Linked DNA regions of Rattus norvegicus: region 2 is linked to region 1. The links are chromatin contacts, called in public Hi-C maps. All regions are on one chromosome and are shown on one strand. The core of a region is the stretch at or near the end of the contact, and the rest is flanking DNA. Distances in the headings are between cores, read along the strand shown.

Region 1 (3,305 bases), core at 331-2,830:
AAAAAAAAATGTCCCAGAAGACAAGGGAGCCCACAGATAAAATCTCAGCTTCCTGGTATAACTTCAAGCATTTACTGAGTCTGAAATGGTTTGAGGCATTTGGCCCCATGATAGTCTAGTGATATCTGGTTCTCTCCCGACCTTCTCTTGCTTAGGACCACAGCATCCCTGGGTATCCACACATTCTCCCAGTCCCAGCTTCACGGCTTGCATTTAAACTCCTCACAGCCTTTGAGGAATCTAGCACAGGTTTCCATCCTCAGCACCTAACAGCCAAAGCATCAAAGGAGGTGTAAGCAGTGTCCCACACTATGCAGAGGCTGCCCATGGTTGATGTGACAGCTCCTTCTACAGCCCAAGTGTGATGTGCAGCAAGGCCCTCTCTCTTCTTCACCACAGTCCTTGGTGGCCAGAAGTGTGACACTCAGGCCTCTGGCTGCCTGTAAGTCATATCGTCCTTATTCCAAATTCCATCTCTTGGCAGAGCCTCAAGGATAGCTAGAATGTGGAAGGGAAAACATTCAGTTTTCCAATGAGATAACTGACTGAATCATTAGTAGGGTTATAAGTAAATTTTGGTTTAAAGGAAATGCATCGCTTTACCATTAATAAATCATTTCTTTTATTTAAGAGAAGAGAGTACCATGCATGTATAACAGAATAAGTTGTGATTGTTGTAACTTGGCCTTGTGTAACTTGAAAATAGAAATACCTTCTTTATCTTACTGTGCAAAATCTTTAAAACTGGGAGCTTTCCTGGAGCTGCTGAAATGGCTCAGTTTAAGAGCACTGGCTCCTATCTCTGAGGACCCAGATTTGATGGCCTGAATCCACATGGCAGCTTACAACCATCTATAACTCTGGTTCTTGGGGATCTAATGTCTCTGTGGGCTCTTCAAGCAAATAATGCACAAACATACATTTAAGCAAAACAACTACACACATAAATTTATATATATATATATGTTATTTATTTATATATATCCTTTTACAATTAAAGCAAGACTTTTCTGAATACTAAGAAAGATCACTTGAAAGGGATTTTACCCCTTTGTATGGATAGAAAATTTCATAGGTTTTTTTAAACTATTTTTATTAATGCTTCAGAAATATTAAATTCCATGGATATCTATCTATCTACAACAACCTGGGAAAACTCTTCAGAGGACATAAAACATATCCCTTAAAAGAAGTATCCTTAAATGAACCATCATTAATCAGAATGAGCCAGCTCAGTCCTCTCTGAATTTGAGCCATGAAGAATTTACAATTGTAAGGAGGACATTTTCTCTCACTCCTTTGTGTCTGAAGGCTAGAGTTTTTTGTCTTCCCTAACTCTGGACTTTCTGTCGACAGTATCACCCATCTGCTTATCCCAGATTCACCCCAAACAAAAGGACAAGACAATTTATACTTTGTTTAAAAACTGACTTTTCAAGCTAATACAATGCGATTCCTCTCCCCCCCCCCCCCCCCGGCAATCAAATTGAAGTTTAAACAATATGACTCAGTACTACACATTCATTGGGTTTCTTCATTTCCTGTGAGCTACAGCCTCCTCTGGGTCAATATTTAGCCTTTCCTTCCTATTAACTCTGTGGTTTGGTGTGTATTCTCAGCATTGCTATCTTATTCGTAGGTTGGTTTCATTCTTAATGAAAAATTTTCAAATATATACAAAACCATGGATTACATAAGAACCCTCTATTTATCCCTCACCTTACTTTGGCAAGAGTCACAAGCAATTCTTATTTCATCTGTAACTCTGCCCATTTCACTACCACCACCTTCTCTTCCAACTATTTTTTATTAGTCATTTTATTCATTTACATTTCAAATTATATCCCCCTTCCCAGTTACCTCTCCATAAAACCCCCATCTCATGCCTCCCTCTGCCCGCTCCCGTTGGCCTCTCTATGAGGGGATTCCCCCACCCACTCACCCGCTCCCAAATTGTTATTTGCAATTAGGCGTTGATTTTTGTCAATATAACCATCTCTGTGTTTTCCGGTCCCTCTATACCAGACTATAACACCTTAATTAGTGGACTGGCTTTACCTCTGCTAGAAATCTGTAACTTTCACTTACAGTATTGTAACTTTCTGGGCCTCATTCATTCCCATTGTTCCTCAAACCTCTAGGAAGGTCCCTTGTGGTGGTCAAGCAGCTTACTTCAGTCCTAAAGCAGGGGCGCCACCCACTGGTAAGATGTAAAATGCTTTCAATAGCAAATGACCCCCATAGATACAGATGTTTGAGTACCTGGTTCCCAGTTAGTGAAACCATTCGGGAGGTGTGTGTTTGTTGGTTCAGGTGTGTGGTGAGCTTTGAGGTTTCAAAAGGCCAAACCACTCCAGTTTACCTCAATCTGCCTCCTGCTTGTGGATCAAAGAGCAAAGTCTTAGCAATAGCTCAGTGCCCTTGCCTGCCTGCTGCCATGCTCCCTTCTATGATGGCTGTGGAATCATCCTGTGAAACCGGAAACTACTAAGAAACCCTTTTGTCTATAAGTTGCCCTGCCCATGGTGTTTTGTCACAGCAATCGAAGCTCACAAAGACATTTGATAGAACTTAAAATTCTTAACCATACTGTCCCAGTTTGCTTTCCGTTATTGTGATAAACATCTTGACGCAGAGCAACTTAGGAGAAAGGGCGTGGCTCGTGTTTTATCCAAGGATGCGGTGGCCGGAACTCAGAGAAGAAACGGGGGGGGGGGGGACCACAAAGAAACACTGTTTACAAGCTTGCTTCCTCTGACTTACCTGCCCGGGATAGTACACTCGGTGTGGGATGAAACCCTTCCATCAATTAACACTTCAGAAAAAGTCCCACAGACATGCCCACGGGCCAACCCAACAGAAGCACTTCCTTAGCTGTGAGTCTCTCTCTGGGGGCCATGCGGGAGAAACAACAAATGGCTTTAGAACTCATGGGATTCGGCTCACGAGTTACCACAGGCACATGGGTGAGCCTCAGTGTGGCACGGCCCTGAGGACACATGTCTTGAGGACTTGATGCTGCTATGAATCTGATATCCCTCTGAATCAAAGAACTGTACGAAAACTTTAAGGGGCTTCCAGCCCCTCACTCGGCAGTATCTCTGGCATCCACAGTACTAATGCTTGATCTCTTGCAGGCATTGCTGCTGGAGCAGATTCATGATTCAATCACCACCTGAGAGAAGAACTTAGAAATGGAGACTGTCAGCAATGACCACCGCCCTTTAAAAAAAATTGAAAAAATCAAGTGAGATGTTTTTACTGCTGGCTCTAATGTAGAATATCTTAGGGAAAAATCTGAAGTT
Region 2 (3,305 bases), core at 460-2,959, 300 kb before region 1:
GTCTCTCACCTAAATCTTCACAAGACCTTCTGCATTCCCCATGGAGGAGGTGGTCCTGGCATGGGGCCCATCGGAGTGTGAGTTGTGGGTGCTGGCTTCGGGATTGTTTAGGAAGCAGGATGACCCAAAACTTGTTCCTCCCACCAGAGTCTTCAAGGATCACGAATACCTTCACATCTAGTGCACTTCCAGCAGCTAGATGCACAACTGGAGTGTTTTAGAGCGGGTCCAAAGGAAAACGTCATTAACTTAGTAACCATGGTGTCTACTCAGCCGCTCTGGGCTCCAGAGCCTGCTTGTTAACAGAACTAGAATGTTAGTCCCTGTCAGTATCATGGATTTGACCTCATGTTTCTGAGAGTTATTTATTTATTTAATTTACTTGTTCTCTTTTCCTTTAAAAAAAAAAAAAGCTTATACTTGCTGAGCGTGGCCACACTTGCCTTAAATCACAACACTGGGGAGGCAGATCTTTGTGATTTCAAGGCCAGCCTAGTCTAGAAATCTGAGTCCAGAACAGCCAGGGCTGTTACACAGAGAAACCCTGTTAAAACAACAAAACCAAAACCAAAGAAACTATTGAAACTATTGAGAGTGAATTGGATGAAGGCTTTAATCTTCTTCATTAGCTCCATGACGAATGAGGAGGAAACACTTTATACTAGAGATAAGTGCATGACATCACTGTGTCCCGGTGGGATATCTTTTAGTTGTTGACAGTTTTGTCACTATAGTAACGGACTTATCTAGAGCTTCTGGACTTCTCAAAATGTGTGGTGGTGGTCTGGGAAGGGCAGTGTTTAGGCTTGCTGGGAGTCTGGTTGTCTTTTCCTTTTGATACACATTATGCATAGCTAGTGAGCGTCCCAGGTGGTTCAGAGGGTGTGTAGTGGGGCAGTGTTCGTGTGTTAGCCCCCAAGTGGAGGGCAGGGGCACCATGTCATCAGCAGCCTTCCGTAGTCAGCAGACAGCTTGAAAGGGTGTGGGTTGCTATGAGGGATCTGTATGGGGCTGCCTCTGCCAAGTTTTCTATGAAAGTTCTTGGAAGATATTAGGTAGAAGGAAAGAAGGAGGGAGGAAGGGAGGGAGGAAGGAAGGAAGGGAGGGAGGGAGGGAGGGAGGGAGGGAGGGAGGGAGGGAGGGAGGGAAGGAATGGAGAGATCCCACCTGAGTTGCTTTCTTGTTATTTGCCCCCTACCCGTGTCAGGTCCCTACCCCCATCAGTGTTCCCCCATGAAGAACAGAGCTCCTAGAGAAGGTAGCCACTTGGTTTAATTGTGTCCCTTCCACATCATTTCAATGTGCGCCTTAAAACCAATACAGGAAGAAGCATCTTGTGCCTTTTCTGCCCAGCCATCCCATTGTTTGCCTAAAACCAAATGAGGACACCTGGCCTGTGGGGACTGTCAGTGCGGCCCCATGGGGCTCCAGCTCCATCTTGCCCATCTCATGGGCTTATATTAAGGTGAGTTTAAGAACGTGTGTTACTGTGGAGGGGTGGGACTCACTTTCTTAGAGGGGCTAAAAATGAACTCTGTGACTTGAGGTGCTGATGGCTGGGGTCATGTCCAGTGCTGGGTGGAGGAAACCTAGAAGGCCACCCAGAACTGTTTCATCTGTTCCTTTAGATTCTCATGATGGCTTTGCATTTTTCCAGACACCGTTAAGCTCCGTGAGTCATGCGAGTGTTCTGGCTGCGTCATCTGGTTTCCTGTTGAGTACAGTCAGCTCCGAGCAAGCGAGGAGCGCTGCACATGGCCATTGGGACACTCTGCTGAGATCTTGGGGGGACAGGATGGGGTGCATTTCTAGGAGGCATGGAGGATGAGTAGGATGGATTGGGAATTGGGGTGGTTTCAGACTCGGGGGACTGTGATTTTAGGGGTAACGGAACTTTGTCAGAGAACAGGCTTATCCCCCTTTGTCCTTCTCCACAGAAACATTCAAACCAGAATCGATTTTATGCAGCTCTTGTTCAGACTGACCTGCCCACCTTCTAGAATGTCAAATCTGTGAACAGGCACTCTTGCTAGGTTGCTAATTAGAACAGTGTTTTCAAAACCAATGGCCCTTGGTAAAGGGAGGGTGGCCTCGGGTGAGACAAAAACCCGGACTCAGCTATACAAGTCGTGCTGGGTAACTGTGGGGCTGGCGCTGTCTGAGTGCGATGACATTTATGATTCTTTTTTAAAGCTTATTTCTGAGACACAGTGTCTTTATCCAGTCTGGTACAAGCTTGTGGTTCTCTCGGATTAGCCTCCCAAGTGTGGGACTAGAGGCATAGGTGGTCATGTGACTGCTTGGTATTTGTGATTCCTTTTTACATAATATTCTGAGACTTTGTTTATTGTATGTATATGGGTGTTTCGTCTTCGTGTGGGTCTGTGTACTGTGTCTATACGGTGCCTGTTGGAGGTATCAGATTGCCTGGGATTGGAATTATACAGATTCCAATTCGTCACTGTACAGGTCCTGGAATGGGTCTTTTGGAAGAGCAGCCAGTGTTCTTAACCACTAAGCCATTTCTCCAGTCCCTATAATTCTTTGTTTTATTTTTGTTGTTTTCCCTTTTTAGTTTGTTTTTGTTTTTAAGACAGGAGTCTTTGAGCTCCGAATCCAGCTCCTTCTGTCTCCCAAGTCTTGGCTTTCCCAGCATGCATCTCAAAGCATGCTTCATTTATGATTTTTAATGAAAAGTTTATTGGAAGCAAAGGCAACAGTTCTGTACCCCGGAGCCTTGATGCCGTCTTTGAAGTGTTGTGCAAGTCGTTTGCAAATTAGAGAAACAAACCCAATGAGAATGAAAATTGTCTTCTTTGCAAACAACCAAATCCCCCGGTCCCTTTGATCCATGGATCCTATTAAATTGGACTATTTGTATAAACATATTTGGGCTGGAGATGGCTTCTTACATATAGAAAGTAAAGCCCCTAAGGCTGTTTTGGCCATATGCCCAGAACACCAAACAGAGTATGAGTTTTCAAGCTAAATAAGTAGTGTTTATTTGAGCCTTATCTTATTTCAGGTTATTACTTCTCCTTACCCTCTGTACTGCACTGTGGAGACTCACGAAGGATAATCTCTTCCTGATGCCCCGAACCCTCCTTGCTTCCTACCTTCACTGCCTGGTCTCACCAGCATGTGTTTTGGCCCCGTCCCACTGAGAATAAAACCCAACTGATGTGGCCTTGTGCTTAGAGCCATCAGCATTTAGAGAATGATGCTTGGTGACTCTGACATGTAGGAAGTTGACTGGGCCACATCCATGTCAAAGCAAAGACTCAGGACGTGAGATCCTAATCCCC

Evidence for each region. A called contact is a pair of places that touch in the nucleus more often than the background predicts.
Region 2: a contact with region 1 is called in a Hi-C map of the Rat2 cell line, with 9 times the contacts expected there. The contact joins two enhancer-like sites. A contact is called at or near these places in 5 of 12 Hi-C or Micro-C datasets (the Rat2 cell line, frontal cortex, hepatocytes and 2 more).

The regions. Positions count from the first base shown.
Region 1 is chr1:237,004,851-237,008,155 of GRCr8, reverse strand. No RefSeq gene overlaps it. Among named protein-coding and RNA genes, the nearest start is that of Ranbp6, 16 kb to the right of the region's middle. Within about 2 kb of position 1,580, at least 5 of the 93 cell types and tissues checked have an H3K27ac peak or open chromatin away from gene starts, as enhancers often do.
Region 2 is chr1:237,308,510-237,311,814 of GRCr8, reverse strand. Gldc (glycine decarboxylase) reads left to right here. Exons shown (of 25, transcript NM_001415944.1): 19 at 1-77; 20 at 1,324-1,465. Among named protein-coding and RNA genes, the nearest start is that of Gldc, 65 kb to the left of the region's middle. Within about 2 kb of position 1,709, at least 8 of the 93 cell types and tissues checked have an H3K27ac peak or open chromatin away from gene starts, as enhancers often do.